Linked DNA regions of Gossypium arboreum: region 2 is linked to region 1. A link is a contact called in public Hi-C data. All regions are on one chromosome and are shown on one strand. Each heading gives the region's core, a stretch centred on a gene start, on an enhancer-like site or on the middle of the called end of the contact. The rest is flanking DNA. Distances are from core to core; before and after follow the strand shown.

Region 1 (6,904 bases), core at 281-2,780:
ATGGAAGCACTTTTCGATATTGCTATGCCCGCTTCATTTGAGTTGTTTGCAGTAGCAGCGCCGCTGCTGGTGCCTTCCCCATTGCCGCCTGATCTTCTCCTTCGCTTTGCTAGTGAGTCTGAATACTCACTTGTATCCGAATCTGTGCCATCACACATCTCCAAAACATAAATATATATATATGGAACCAATGAAATCAATCAATACAAAAATCAGAGATCATCATACAAAGTAGTCTCTAACGTGGCGTACCAATTTAAATCATTGGAATTTGTGCTGACCCGTCAAAATTACTACTTAAAAAACTGAAATCTACTATTTATGTACGGGCAATGATGCATGTGAGCAAGGCAAGCTAGAGAGAGGGAGAGAGTACCTACTGTGGGCAATGGCTGAGCATACGAAAAAGGTGGTTGTAATAGTGGTGTAGGAGCAGCTGTCGGTAGCGGAAGTTGCGGCGGTGCTGTTAGAGGTAATGGAACTGCAGCTGGAATAGGTGGAAGTTGATGTTGCAATATAGGAGGCAGTTGCACGCTAGTAATTGGTCTATCCATAACATCCGGTATGTTGGGAATGGGAAGTGAGCCACTAGCAGTGGCAGTAGCAAGCAGAACCACCCTTTGACCTCCTTTCTTATCCACCACCTCCTCCAAACACTCAGATATCTGGCGCAGCATGTTAGTAGGCAAGTTCTTTTCTTTTCTTTCATTCTTCTCCATTTCCCAATAAGATCCTTGGTTATCCCCAGCTCCAGCTGTTCTCCTTTGGTACTCTCTCACTTTCTTGTAGTCCCTCATGAGATTATCCCACTTGTCATTGCACTGGTTTTGGCTCCTCAAACACCCTCTACTCCAACAATAATCTTCTACCCATTTCCATCTCAGCTCTGTTGGTTTGCCCTTCCCTTCACCCTCCCAGCTTTTCTTCATTCTTCTCTCATCATCCATCTTCTTTGCCTCAATCAATACCATTGTTTCATTAACAGTCCAGTTCCCTTTCCTATATTCCCTCATTCCAATGTTGTTACCACCTTGATCAGCCATCGCCAAAGTGCCTGCAACACCCTAAAATAACATAGGGAGAGAGAGAGGAAAGAGAAGCTGGAGCTAGATATTAACCCTTTTTACAAGAATGAAACTTAGGCCAAGGAATTAACGTGAGTTCAAGTCAACCTAAAGAAAATGATCAGTGACTAGATAAACATAAAGAGATTATGCTGTTTCATGGTTTTGGCGATTTCTAGAAGAGAATTAAATGTATTCTTATATTATGAAAAAGAAAAGGAGAGAACCAGCAAAAGCCATTCAAATTATCAAATGAAATCTTCTAAGTTTAAAGTCGAAATCTAAAACTACTTATTCAAACCACTGCCTCCCTACAAAGTGAGAGAGAGAGAGAGAGAGAGAGAGATCTAACTACCATTAATTATAACAAAAGGCCAAGCATATCCACTCAAACTGACACAACAATGAACCCCTAAAAAAAATTTTCAGAGAGAGAAAGAGGAGAGAGAGGGTTGTTTTTCTAGGAAAGGGTAGACAATTAGGGATAGAGAAAAAGATATATACTGTGGGGGGAGAGTGTTCACCACCATGTAAGCCCTGTGGCAAAAGTGATTAAGGGTGAGTTTGGATAGGCTTTGTGTTTAACTGCGATTAGTGTAAAAATAGTGATGGCGGTGAGATTAAATACTATAGCGATACTGCAGCGTGAGATAAAAAATAAGTTAAACACACTGCACCGCAGTCAATCGCCCATCCAAACGAAGCCTAAGCCACCAATCATCACTCAACTTTTCAACTACATCTATATCTTTCTTCCCTACAATTTAAAGTAATGAAAAAATAATTAAACACACATTTTAACAACTTTACAAACCTTCTCAGACAACACGTACTTACATGCCTCAAAGGAATTCTCCTACTTTTTAAAGTAATTTATGTCCATGTCGCATTTGACTTTAAACTTCACTGAAAAGTAAATTCGAACACAAGATTGACTTGTCCACTTTTTTTTTTTTCAAAAATAAAAAGGCACCTGCAATATTAATATGATATGTTCATAGTGATCAATAAGATACAGGCAATGAGGCAATGAATAACAAGCGTGGCGTTATATTTCCTGTAAACAAGATCAGACAAGAGAGATCTACATTAAAAGACTAAACAAATCGGCAAACAACACCCTAATCATTTGGTTAGGCTTCTTAAATAAGTCCCACGCCATGCAAAGAAATAGCTAAGAGAAACGAGTAGCAGAATGTGTCACATGGTAACGTTGGGGGGATTATTACATAAAACACCCTTTCAAGGGTTTGGTGGTTTGGACAATGCAATTTAATTATAAGACGAAGGGAAACAGTTTTGGTCTTTTGGGGATAACAAAGATGTCAATTTCGTCTTTTAAGGCAAGACATTTAAAGGCTTCAGTGCCACATCAGCAACCCTTTTCTTTGCTTTTCATTTGTCTGCCAGCTAGGACCGGAAAATGTGGTAGAAAAACTTCTGCCATGGGGTCACTTTGACTAGGGTTTTGACCAAAGAGAGGACCATCCATGGGGTCTCATGACTAGTCCTTTCGTTCCAAGTTTTTGGCTCGCTCTTTTCACTTTACCTGTACAAAACCAACCTATATAAATCCTTGAAGTAGCGTTTTTATTTTAAATTTTAGATTAATTTAAAAACAATATATTGAATAATAAAATATTTAAAAATGGAATATTTATGATAAATTTTCAAATGCATAAATTTCTTAATCGCTATTTGAATTTGAAAATTTGAAAATATTGAATTTAACAAATCCTATTTTTATACTTTTCATATAATTTTCTTTGAAGCTTAAACACATAAATCTCAATCAATTTCTCAAAACATATGCACTTTTTTAGACTATAATATAAAGAAGGATAAATATGTAAGTTGTCAAGCACTATCAACTTTATTTGATTCAGTGTGGGATTACTCCTTACACTATCAATTAATAAAAATCAAGCTTAGGGATCAAGCATAAGGTCATGACGTATTATTCCTCTCTCATCTTTTATCTTTTTCACTAAAAGTCTTTATAACGATAGATCCTTAATTGACTTAAGCTTCAATGAGTGATCAGAGTGTCAACTTTGATATACCTTAGCTTATCATTTAGTCTTGTAGATCAAGTCAAGCCTCTCGAAGCACCTTAACAAGCCCGATCCACACCAACTTAAAGAAAACTTTACGTTTTGGCGCTGTCTGGCGAAACCTAGCAAAAATCCATAGCTCAATCTTTTTAACTTCTCAAGTTTCGATTTTTTTCCAAGTTTTTGTCAAGCTCTAACTTTTTTCATTGGAGATTTCATAAAGTTTCGATTTTGAGTTCTTTTTTTTGCAACTTCCTCCACTCTTGCTTTTGTAAAGTTTCCATCTTTAGATTTTTTGGAGCCTCCTCCATTTTTGGTTTCTTAAAACTTCTATCTTTGTGTTCCATAAAGTTTCCCAAATACATTTATCTCCATTTTTTATTTAGTTATTGTAACAGTCTGATTTAGACCCTAATCGGAACGGTAGTTTCGAGACTACAAATTCGAGATAGAAAAATATTTAAATATTATTTTTCGTGTTTATTATATGTGAATTTGCATGTGTGAAAATTTTGTATGAAAATTTGATTGTTTGTGTGTTTAATTAAATAAAAGAGCTTAATCGCGTAAAATAAAAACTTGATAGTTTAAACTATAAGATTGAAATGTTAGTGGCTTTTAAATATGGGGAATTTATATTGCAATTTTTCCTTTTAATATTAGCATGGACGGCTATGACCTTTATATATAATGGTTTTGTATTAATTAATAAAGGTTAATTTGGTAACTTATGAAATATTACATAATATATCATAACATAAATATATAAAATAAAGTTTCATATTACCTTGCTATTGCTGAAAATAAAAGAAGAAAGAAAGGAATAAGAAATTAGGTATTCGGCCATTGTTGATTCAATTTTAAGGTATGTTTTGTTTCGGTTTTTGATAATTTTTACGTTTTTGAGATCGTTGCTTCGAATACTACCCGGCCCATGCTCAAATTTTTGATTTCGTTGAATATTGTGTTATGCCATTAATGAATATTTGTGTTTTGTGATGTTTGATGATGAAATATCAAAAATATGTTTTAGATTAACATGTTTTGTATTGGAATTTTTAATGATTTTGAGTTATTAGGACTAAATTGCAAAAATAATAAATTGAGGGATTAAAATGTGAAATAGATGAAATATATGGACTAGTATGGTTATATGGAAAATTTGGCCCAACTACATTGTTGTGAGATTTTGTTTATTTTGTGTTTTGTGCAATTAGGACTAATTTGTAAAAGTATGAAATATCAGACGTAAAATGGTAATTTTCCCATTTATGTGTTGTTGGATTAAATTAAGTGAAATTATGTTTAAATGAGGTTAATTTGAAATTATATAGATCAAGAACAAAGGAAATCGGACTTGGATCGGGGAAAAATAAAAAATAGTCGAATAGTCGATTTGTAACGTCCGTTGATATCCGAGGTAAGTCTTTAAGCAATTAAACATGGTTCATTTTGAACATAGAATATTTTACTATGATGATTCAAATTTTATAATCTATTAGTATATTAGCCGAACGTGATATATCAAAGATTTAATGTGGTTGAGTTTTATTCGACTGATTTAAAACTCCTGAAAGTGTGTATGTGTTACATGGAATATTGGACTATTCGATATATGAAAAGTTGTGGAATGATTCTATAATTGGGATATTCGGGCTTTGAGCCTAGCAAGCCTTGTACTGGTGACATTAATCGGGCTTTGTGCCTAGCAGGCTTATTGCCGGTGAATAAATATCAGACCTTGGGTCTAGTAGGCCTTGTGCCGGTGTGTGATTCAGGCTTATGCCTAGTAGGTTTTGTACCGGTGATTTATTTTCAAGTCTATGATTATAAGAGTTCAAGTTATTGTGGATATTGACCAAATGAAATTGAGTTAAACTACATTGTATATGTTCGGCCACATAGGTAAGTACATGTAAGCTTATATTGAACTGGTATATTCGACTGCATGTGAGGTTACATTGAATTTTAATATTTGATTACATGTGAGCTTATATTGAATTTATATACTCGGTTATATGTGAAATTATCTTGAATGTGCATATTCGGCCATATGTAATGTTCTTTTGAATTTGAACTATAGGTTACATGTGATATTTTATTTAACTTGTGTATTCGGCTCTACATGTAAGTGTCTATATGATGATATAATTGATCTTGTATAATCGGCTGTATAAGAAATATTTATGTGGCGTTATATAATTGATTCTGAACATTCGGCCAAGGTATCTTAATATGTTAAAGTATACCATTATTGATATAATTTGGTTAGTTTGAATGTTTTTGATTATTCGGTGAGTTGTTTAATTTACCTAAGGCTTACTAAGCTAAGTTAGCTTACTCTGTGTGTGTTTTTGTTACTCTGTTTTATAGATTTTAGTTGTGAGTTTCGAGCTCGGGGATCGTTATCGAAGTCATCCACACTATCGTTAACTTTCGGTACTTTTAAAAGTCTATTTTCAAACTTATGGCATGTATAGGCTAATAAGTATTTTTTTAAATTGTGGATATGTATAAACTTAGCCATGCGAATATGGCTTAACTTTAAAGTTTGGATGTGGTTATGTTTAGTAATGGTTTATTCTGTTTTGATTTTAATGTTATGTGAAATGAATGAAAAGTATATGCGATTGGTGATATATGTTTTGGAAATAGCTTGAAAATGGTTTATTAAACTTGGTTGTGATTGATAATTCGATTATGGTACATGTTCAGTTAATTATAAACATAAGTTTATATAATAAGCTCGTTTAGGTTATATTTTGATATTCATGATATAGGGTATGTTTTGTTGTTATGAAAAGAACTTAGTTAAGTTTGCATGTAAAGTGTATGTGTATTTAAAGTGATTAGTTGTTTGATATAGATTGTAAGTGAGATAAAGATATTTACCAAATGAGTAATGACTTGTGTAATAATGCACTATGGGAATTATATGAATTTTAGCAAGATGTTAATTATATGTATATATATATTACATGTACATGTTTGTGTATTCAAATGATGCTTGCCATAATGGTTTGGTTTATAATGAAAGTATATGCGTGTATATATATATATTTGCTAATGAAAAATGTGATTATTTGAATGGTATGGATTCGGTTAAAGTTGAAGTATGATTCGTCAATGTAATATGATTATTAATGTGTGTTTAATAATTAATTGGCAATATGCTTTATATATATAAATATAATTTGTTTGAATATGTGAACGTTCGAAATTATGTTTTTGTTCAGTAATGCCTCATAACCTAGTTTAGCGACGGATATGGGTTAGGGTTGTTACAGTTATCGTAGGTTTCTCTATTTTTTGATTTCTTAAAGCATCCATATTTGGGTTCCATAATTGTAATCGAAAAATTCAATTTGAATTGGATTTCTTAAACCTAGTCATTTCGAGAAGTTTAACAAAGGATTTTCGAGAGTAGGTACGGTGATTGTTAGAGATTATTAGATTTTAATTAGTTGTTAATTAGAATTAATGTGGGATTAATTTAGTAGATTTAATAATTGAGGATTAAGGACTAAATTGTAGAGCTAGCAAAATTAGAAAGGTCAATGCAGGATTATTAAAAAGTATGATTTATAGAAAGGGAATTATTCTAACTATATCATTTTCTTAATATAAGTTTACTAAGTATTTAAGCCTAGTATTATGTTGCGTTGTGTTGTGTTCTATGTAACATCCAAACATTTCCTATTTGACATGTGACATTATTCTAGTAGAAAATGTAGTGAATTTTCAAGAAAATTGGAAAAATGAATTAGTTAAGGGAATTCATATGAA
Region 2 (7,078 bases), core at 2,204-4,703, 140 kb before region 1:
TTTGAATGACTTTTATAGCCAAATTTTACAACTGATTGCCTTTTTTTTTTTGCAGGCAATCTTTTTACAAGCAAATGAGGTGATGGAGTTAGTGGGGTGATTTAGTGGGATGGAATTAATGGGGTGGTTTAATAGTTGGTTTAGTAGGGTGTTAATTAAACTGTTAATTTATTTAGTGTTTTGAGCTCTGCTTGTTGAGCCTGGACAAAATTTGGGTTTTACTGTTACCTTTTGAATATCTTCTCTCGGGATAGGCTCCAAATATTCAAGAGGGGTCTACATAAACAATCATAAGGGAAAAAGAATATTTCAAAGGTTTTAGCAGAAAGAATGACAAATTAGTTTAGAAGAAAACGAAATGACATTAGTCCAGACCTTTGTTTTGTCACGTACAACAAACAGTTGCGTTGTTTTCCGGGGGCTGAATAAACGCATCATAACCTAGATTAAAACAGCAACAAGACTATCAAGCACAATATAAAGCAGAAATCCAGACGACAACAGGATTAAGTACACACTAGTACCTGAAAAACTGTTTTCAGAAGTGGTTTGTTGGCAGCCTGCTCCCGACCAATATCATGACACCACCTATATCAATATCCAATATATGATTAATATCTAGCTTTATTTCTCGGATCCTCTCCCAAAAAAAAAAAAAAAAAGGTGTCATCAGATCCTGATAAAAGCCAAACGCCCAAACCCACACCTGACCATTGAAATGCACCAAAAGAATATTAAAGAATGGATGAAAACAATGATGTAAGAACTATGATTTATTTCGATAGATCAAATTTTAGAAATTGTGCTATATTCCTAATGATTCTAAAGATTTCATATTATAACATTATTTATTTTTAGTTCTAGTTTATTTGAGATCAAAACTAGAAAAGGAAAAATAACACCCCCACCAGAGCCATTAGAGAGGAATGGAGGCAACAGACATTCATCTCTACTGCTAGAATTTGGGCAACTCACTCAGGCCAATCAATTTATGTTTGGGTACGCACGATATTGAAAATTTTACGCTTCACACATCCTCGGAGAAAGTTTTTAAAAGGTCCATGTTTTGTTCATCCAGTATACACAATTCAAATACCAAGAATCCAAAAAAAATAAAATGCAAAGACAGGCTAAAAGGATATTTAGTGTTCTAATAAAATCCTGAAACAAGAGCAGTACAACTCTTTCACTTTTGAGACAACAGACCCTTTATTCTTTTCACTCAGGCTAAAAGGATATGTAGTGTTCTAATAAAATTCTGAAACAAATGCAGTACGACTGACTGTTTCACTTTTGAGACAACAGACCCTTTATTATTTTCACTCACTAGAAAGTCCAATGCTGGTTCATTGCAAAAATTTCTCCAGGTTACATAGTTTGAGTGCTGTAAGCTCCAATAAAATGCACATAACCATCAAATGCATGAGGCAATAACGGTTCTATTTAGATAATTACATGTTTATTAGCACAATATCAGCAATGGCCAAAGCAAAAAGGGCACTTTGTTTCTCAAATGTAGTGTCATCCTGGAAATGGGGGGAAAAAATCAGTGAACAAATAGTAACAAAGAAATGCACCTGATGAGACAGAAATGAACAAAACTATTATTTAGTTGGCATTTTTTAAGTAACCATTCATATATTGAAGTGTCCATTGTAAAACCAGAACACCAATATGCTTCCAAGTCAGTCTGTATTCATGTGTGTTGGTTTCTGGGAGGGTGAGTTCAGGGACTAAGGCGATGCACAGCAAATAGGAATTGAGATATACATTCAGTTAACCCCCCAAGCCAGTATAGATGTAGACAAACATATATTGCCAAAACAAAACAAACTCTGAGGAAATTTAACACCATCAATTTGATACAAACTTCATTGTTACTGATAGAGCCTTCTCCATCCCACCATCCCCCCAAAAAAAAAAAAAAAAGAAAAGATGAAACAACTTTAAAGCCCTTTTTATCTTCAACAACCAAAATTATTTTAAAAAGGCTAGTTACCTCGCCTCTTTCTCTTCCATCAGTACCTTCCAAATCCATGGCAACCGTGAAAGGATCTATGCCAACACAGTTTGCAATCCAAATACCCTTGGTAGTTTGACTCCTGCAATGAAATTATGTCCGTTAGCATATAGTGAAAAAGAAGAAGCAGAAAATGTACATAAGAGAGAAATAAGACAGATGTAATATTTATTCCTTTTGAAGCCATAAAATATGAAAAATTAAAGAACAAACCTTCCTCTGAATGCATCCATCTCCCTAAAATTTGTCTGGAAAAGATGATTTAACAGGTTGCTCTTCCCTATCAAATAAAGATAAAGCCTTTTAGCCTACAAGACACATAGATAGCGAAAGAGTTAAAACAACATGCTGGCGTCCCCTATAAACCACGTGCCTATGGGATTAGTAATGAAACTAAACTTCAGAGAAAAATCAAGAATTTAACAGTCATGCATAAAAAATTTATAAAGCAAGGATTAATGGTAATCACTACATTAATATTCAAGCATTAGCCATTCAAAACGTTTAGCTGAAATTTTCTTATAAAATCCACTAAATTTCACTTGTCTAAATTACACACCATGAGAAAGTCACGGCACGAAAATTTTGAATGAAAAGATTTTCTTACAGAGATTGTAAAGCCGAATTCAAACAAACACAGTCAATCAGCTTCACTCAAAATTTGGTATCAATTTAGAGTTAACAGAAGAGAACCCAGTATAGTAGAGAAACTCGATTTGCTCGCCTAAATTAAGTAATCGATTAACTGAAAATTTAACTAAAATAAATGTTGAAAAATATATTATTTTACTAGAATTTAAATAATAACTAATCCAAGAAACTTCGAAGATCTAAAAATCGACATGCAGGAATCAGAGAAACAAAACGTAAAAAGGAAGCGAAGGTTGAAAGGAACGGAAACGAGACGCACCGCTACTTTGGGGGCCCATGATAGCTACGACGGCATAAGAGAGGCCACAGTTAGTGAGCTTAGTGGTCCGAATGAAGTTGTCGAGTCCAACTACATTGAACTCTCCTTCTCCATCTATCAATTGAGTGGAGCAACAGTGGTCTATTTCCGCCATCCGCGAAACCGGATCAAGGATTCCCCAAAAAAAAATTCAAAGATAGGTCTCTAAACACAGAGTGAAAGGAAGCAAAGTAGGTCTACGTTCTCCTTATTTTATTTTATTAAACACAGAGATATATCGAAGGAAAATGGGTAGAAAAGGTGATGCGTAGAGTTGATGGATCCAAAGAGAAACATCCGCCTTGTCTGTGACCAGAGATTACAGTCCCTCGGTTTGCGATAATTTCTTTTTGTTTTTCTTTTCTTAACCTTTTGTAATAATGGAAATCTATTTTGAATAATTATCACTCTAATAATGGAAATCTTAATTGGGTTTCATTTGGTGTAATTTGGATTGGAGATTTCGGTCAATCTAATATATACCGGAAAATTGGATTGGAGATTTCGGTCAATCTAATATATACCGGAAAATTCTATGACAACATATTTAAAGTATAGAAGTATTATCTTTTTAAAAGAAAAAATACGTATTACAATGAGCTAAACTAGGCCAAAAGCGTTGCTATTAATATCAGATGCCAATAAATGTAAGAGATCCCCGGGAACCACCTCGAATAGTTGAACGTTATGGTCCTTATCAGACGTTATTTTAGTTAGCGAATCCGTAACTCTATTCTCCTCCCTTGAAACGTACCTAATTCTCTAATATTCGATCGAATAAAGTATTTAAAGAATCCTCCTTACCAAGGTTGAAGACGAATTTATTGGCCGGCTTTCTTGAATGATTTTGACCACTTCTAAGTTATCAAATTGAATAAACACTCTATCCAGACCCCGTTTTTGTACAAGAGTAAGCCATCTAAAATCTCTCAAAGCTCTGTTTCAAACACTAAACAAACTTCAAATAATGATTATAACCCAAGATCCAATCACCATTTAGTTCCCACAACACCCCCGATAGAAGCTATGTTAGAAACCAAATTAAACACCCCATTAGTATTAAAAAAAGCAACAATTACTTGACAATGGTAGATGTGACTCAATTCCTTGCTGACTAATTGAGGTTTTCTTGTGCACCAAGATATATTGTTTCTCCCAACTAATCGATGATTTAACAATTACAAAGGTGTACCAAGATAGACTCTAGAAGATGAATAAATTTCTATTTTTCTAGATTCGCCAAACAAGCAACCTAAAAAGAGTGACCCAACTAACCCCCCACATTAGATAAAACATAAGTTATCGTTTAAATTATATTCCAACCATTCAGCTAAGTTTTTGGAGAAAAACCTGGAATGTTGGCCAAAGGCCACAACCTGAAGCCGATGCAACTGGACAATCTCTAAGCACATGTAAAACATCTTCCTTCCCATGCTGACAAAACAAACAAGAGTCATCGTGACCAATTCCCCTCCTTACTCTTTCATCATTAGTAAAAAGTATTTGTTTAAAAGCAAGCCAAAAAAAGAAACGGACTCGTTGCGGCCCTTGATACTTCAAAACGATTTTCTAATGCCTGTCTTTGGGATGCTAGAATCTCTCCCTGATAGTCCAATAAGCACTCTTTATTGAAAACGATCCCATCGAATTGTTTAGCCACACTAAACGATCTAACCACGCATCTGGATGAGGCAAAGGAATACTCACAATTCTTTTAATGCAATATTCCGAAATCTATACCCTGAAAAGGTCAAGGTCCCATGATCCCTCAACTATTATCATTTCACTAAGCCGACAATCAAACATAATATTTTCAAAAAAAGTGATTTGTTTAATCAATGGCCCTAAATGAGGAACCTAGGAGTCTTTCCAACACCAAATAGATCTACCATTCCCCAATGACCAAACAATATTCTCAAGCAGTAAAGGTCATACCTTAGCAAGAGCCCTCTAAAGAAAGAAGCATCTCCCTCGCGCAATATTCTCCAACAGTCTCGCTTTCATATCGTGTTTAGATCTAAGAACACGAACTCATGAAGTTTTATCTTTTCTTAGTAGCACAAACCCTATCTTCATAAAAAAAGCCTTATTTTGGTCACTTAAGTGGCTAATGCCGAGACCTCTATAAGAGCATGGCTGGCATATAGACTCCAAATTAACTAAGGCCATCTTCCTTGAACCATTAGAAGATCCCTAAAGTTCCTAACAATGTACTCAATCTCCTCATAGATACTGTAACACCCCAAATGCAGTCCGATGAATCAGACCAGAATCTTAGGTGCTACCACACAAATACAGTGTACTTAAGCTTAATTATTTGAATTACAAATGATTCCAGCTACTAGATTTCAATCTTTTTAATAAAATACAAAAGTGTAAACAATGAGGAAATTCAAATAGTATACATAGAGAATTTAATTACAATTAGAATTGAATTGATACCCTAGTCTACATAGTTATTCCCCTCGATTGAAATTTCCATAATTATCAGCTCAGACTCGATTTCGCCATCAAGCTCGCTCTGTATGCATAATAGCCTAATATGCCACTTCTTTGGCGTAGCCTAGCGTTATCCTTCCAGGCAAAGACCCTTAAACCCATTTAAAACATAACATGCAAAGATAAGTTCAACAAAACTTATTGAGGTAAACACTATTTACCTGAATCATACTTGCACACCGCATTTAATATTTCAAGAACCATCTTGTTGCTCTTATTCTTCATCGAGTTTCTAATAAAAGCTACCTCTACTTCCATTTCTTTATTCACGTTCGTTACCATACCTTACTCTAAGACCATTTCCTTCTCTTCAGTGCCTTTGAGACCTTACCTACATTATCCATTCACTAAGCTATAACTTCCTCAAACTTCAGGAAGAGACCCATACACAGGTAATCGATGCTTCCTTTCAAGCGTATCATGTTTACGTTAATTTTTGATTACCTCACTATATCTCTTAATTTCAATCTTTGTATAAATCTTAATCATATCAAGTACCTTACCATAATACCCAAGATACATTTTGAGCTTACTGATCTCATTGTTTGCATTTAGGAGCAGTAAGAAATATGTCTATTATTTAGTATAGAGTTTGCCACAAAAAGCGTCCTTCATGGTTAAATTCTTGGGAGCCTTTCTAGAATACACCACAGGTGTAGCCTATTCTATGTATGTCGTGAAAACTTTCTCTATAGTATTCACCATAGAGGATGTTCCTTTCGAACCCGCCACAAGGGCATATACTTTATTTTTTTTGCCACGAAGGCTCTAAGTCTAGAATCTGCCTTCATATTGTTCATTCCCTATTTGTCTATAATTTCATTCCTTCATAATGTGTCATAGAAATCATTTCTTTCTTTTAGAGTTCATCACAGAGGCGTTTCTTTTAGAATCATGGAGGCGTTTCTTTTTGAAGGTTTGCCACAAAATTCATTCTTTAGAGTGCACCACAAAGGTACTATTCACAAGATTTGCCACAAAGACTTTCATTTTTTTAGATCGCCACTAAGGCTTCCATTTTCTTGCATTTTCATGATAAGGATTTGCCTAGACTCACATTTTGTAAGGTTTGCCCCTCACTATTCGGGGTCATGCAGAGAACCCCATTAGGTAATAACCTTCCTTTGGTTTTTTCCATATGATGCCATAGCCCACTAGCTATGGTCTTACACGATATGGTTCCATGGCCATGGGCTTTTCTTTCAAAGATCGTGTTTAAAGTCCCGACGGACCCCTTTAAACTCCACTGCGGTGTACAAACCTGAACACTTAATAGACCTTTCATGCATTAGTACCAACTTAACATATATCTCATCTTATGCACTCCAGGTATGTTCTTACAATCATATCCCCGACTCCAGATTTCTTATCATATACTCTATGCTTATCAGATTCTTACAAGCTATACATGAAAATCTTATCCAGCATTCATATATATACATACGCATCATACCATTCTTTTCTAATTTCAGTTCATGGTTCATGCAATTCTTCATAGGAGTATCTAGAATACACAGTATATAACTTATAAAAGTCAACTTAGGGACTCACTTGACAACTTCAGATAGCAACATGGACCCAAGATCTAACACTTAATCAAGGACTACAAC

What was found. Hi-C and Micro-C count contacts between places; a contact is called where the count stands out from the background.
Region 2: a Hi-C map of leaf shows a contact between it and region 1, with 2.3 times the contacts expected there. The contact joins the promoter of LOC108476603 here to the promoter of LOC108478878 in region 1. A contact is called at or near these places in 2 of 5 Hi-C or Micro-C datasets (both in leaf).

The regions. Positions count from the first base shown.
Region 1 is chr6:19,655,953-19,662,856 of ASM2569848v2, reverse strand. LOC108478878 reads right to left here and starts at 1,530. Exons shown (of 2, transcript XM_017781335.2): 1 at 377-1,530; 2 at 1-142. The coding sequence starts at 1,043.
Region 2 is chr6:19,793,168-19,800,245 of ASM2569848v2, reverse strand. It overlaps LOC108476603 (protein ROOT HAIR DEFECTIVE 3 homolog 2-like), which reads right to left and starts at 3,453. Exons shown (of 7, transcript XM_053029916.1): 1 at 2,931-3,453; 2 at 2,234-2,300; 3 at 2,000-2,102; 4 at 1,456-1,526; 5 at 525-588; 6 at 376-441. The coding sequence starts at 3,084.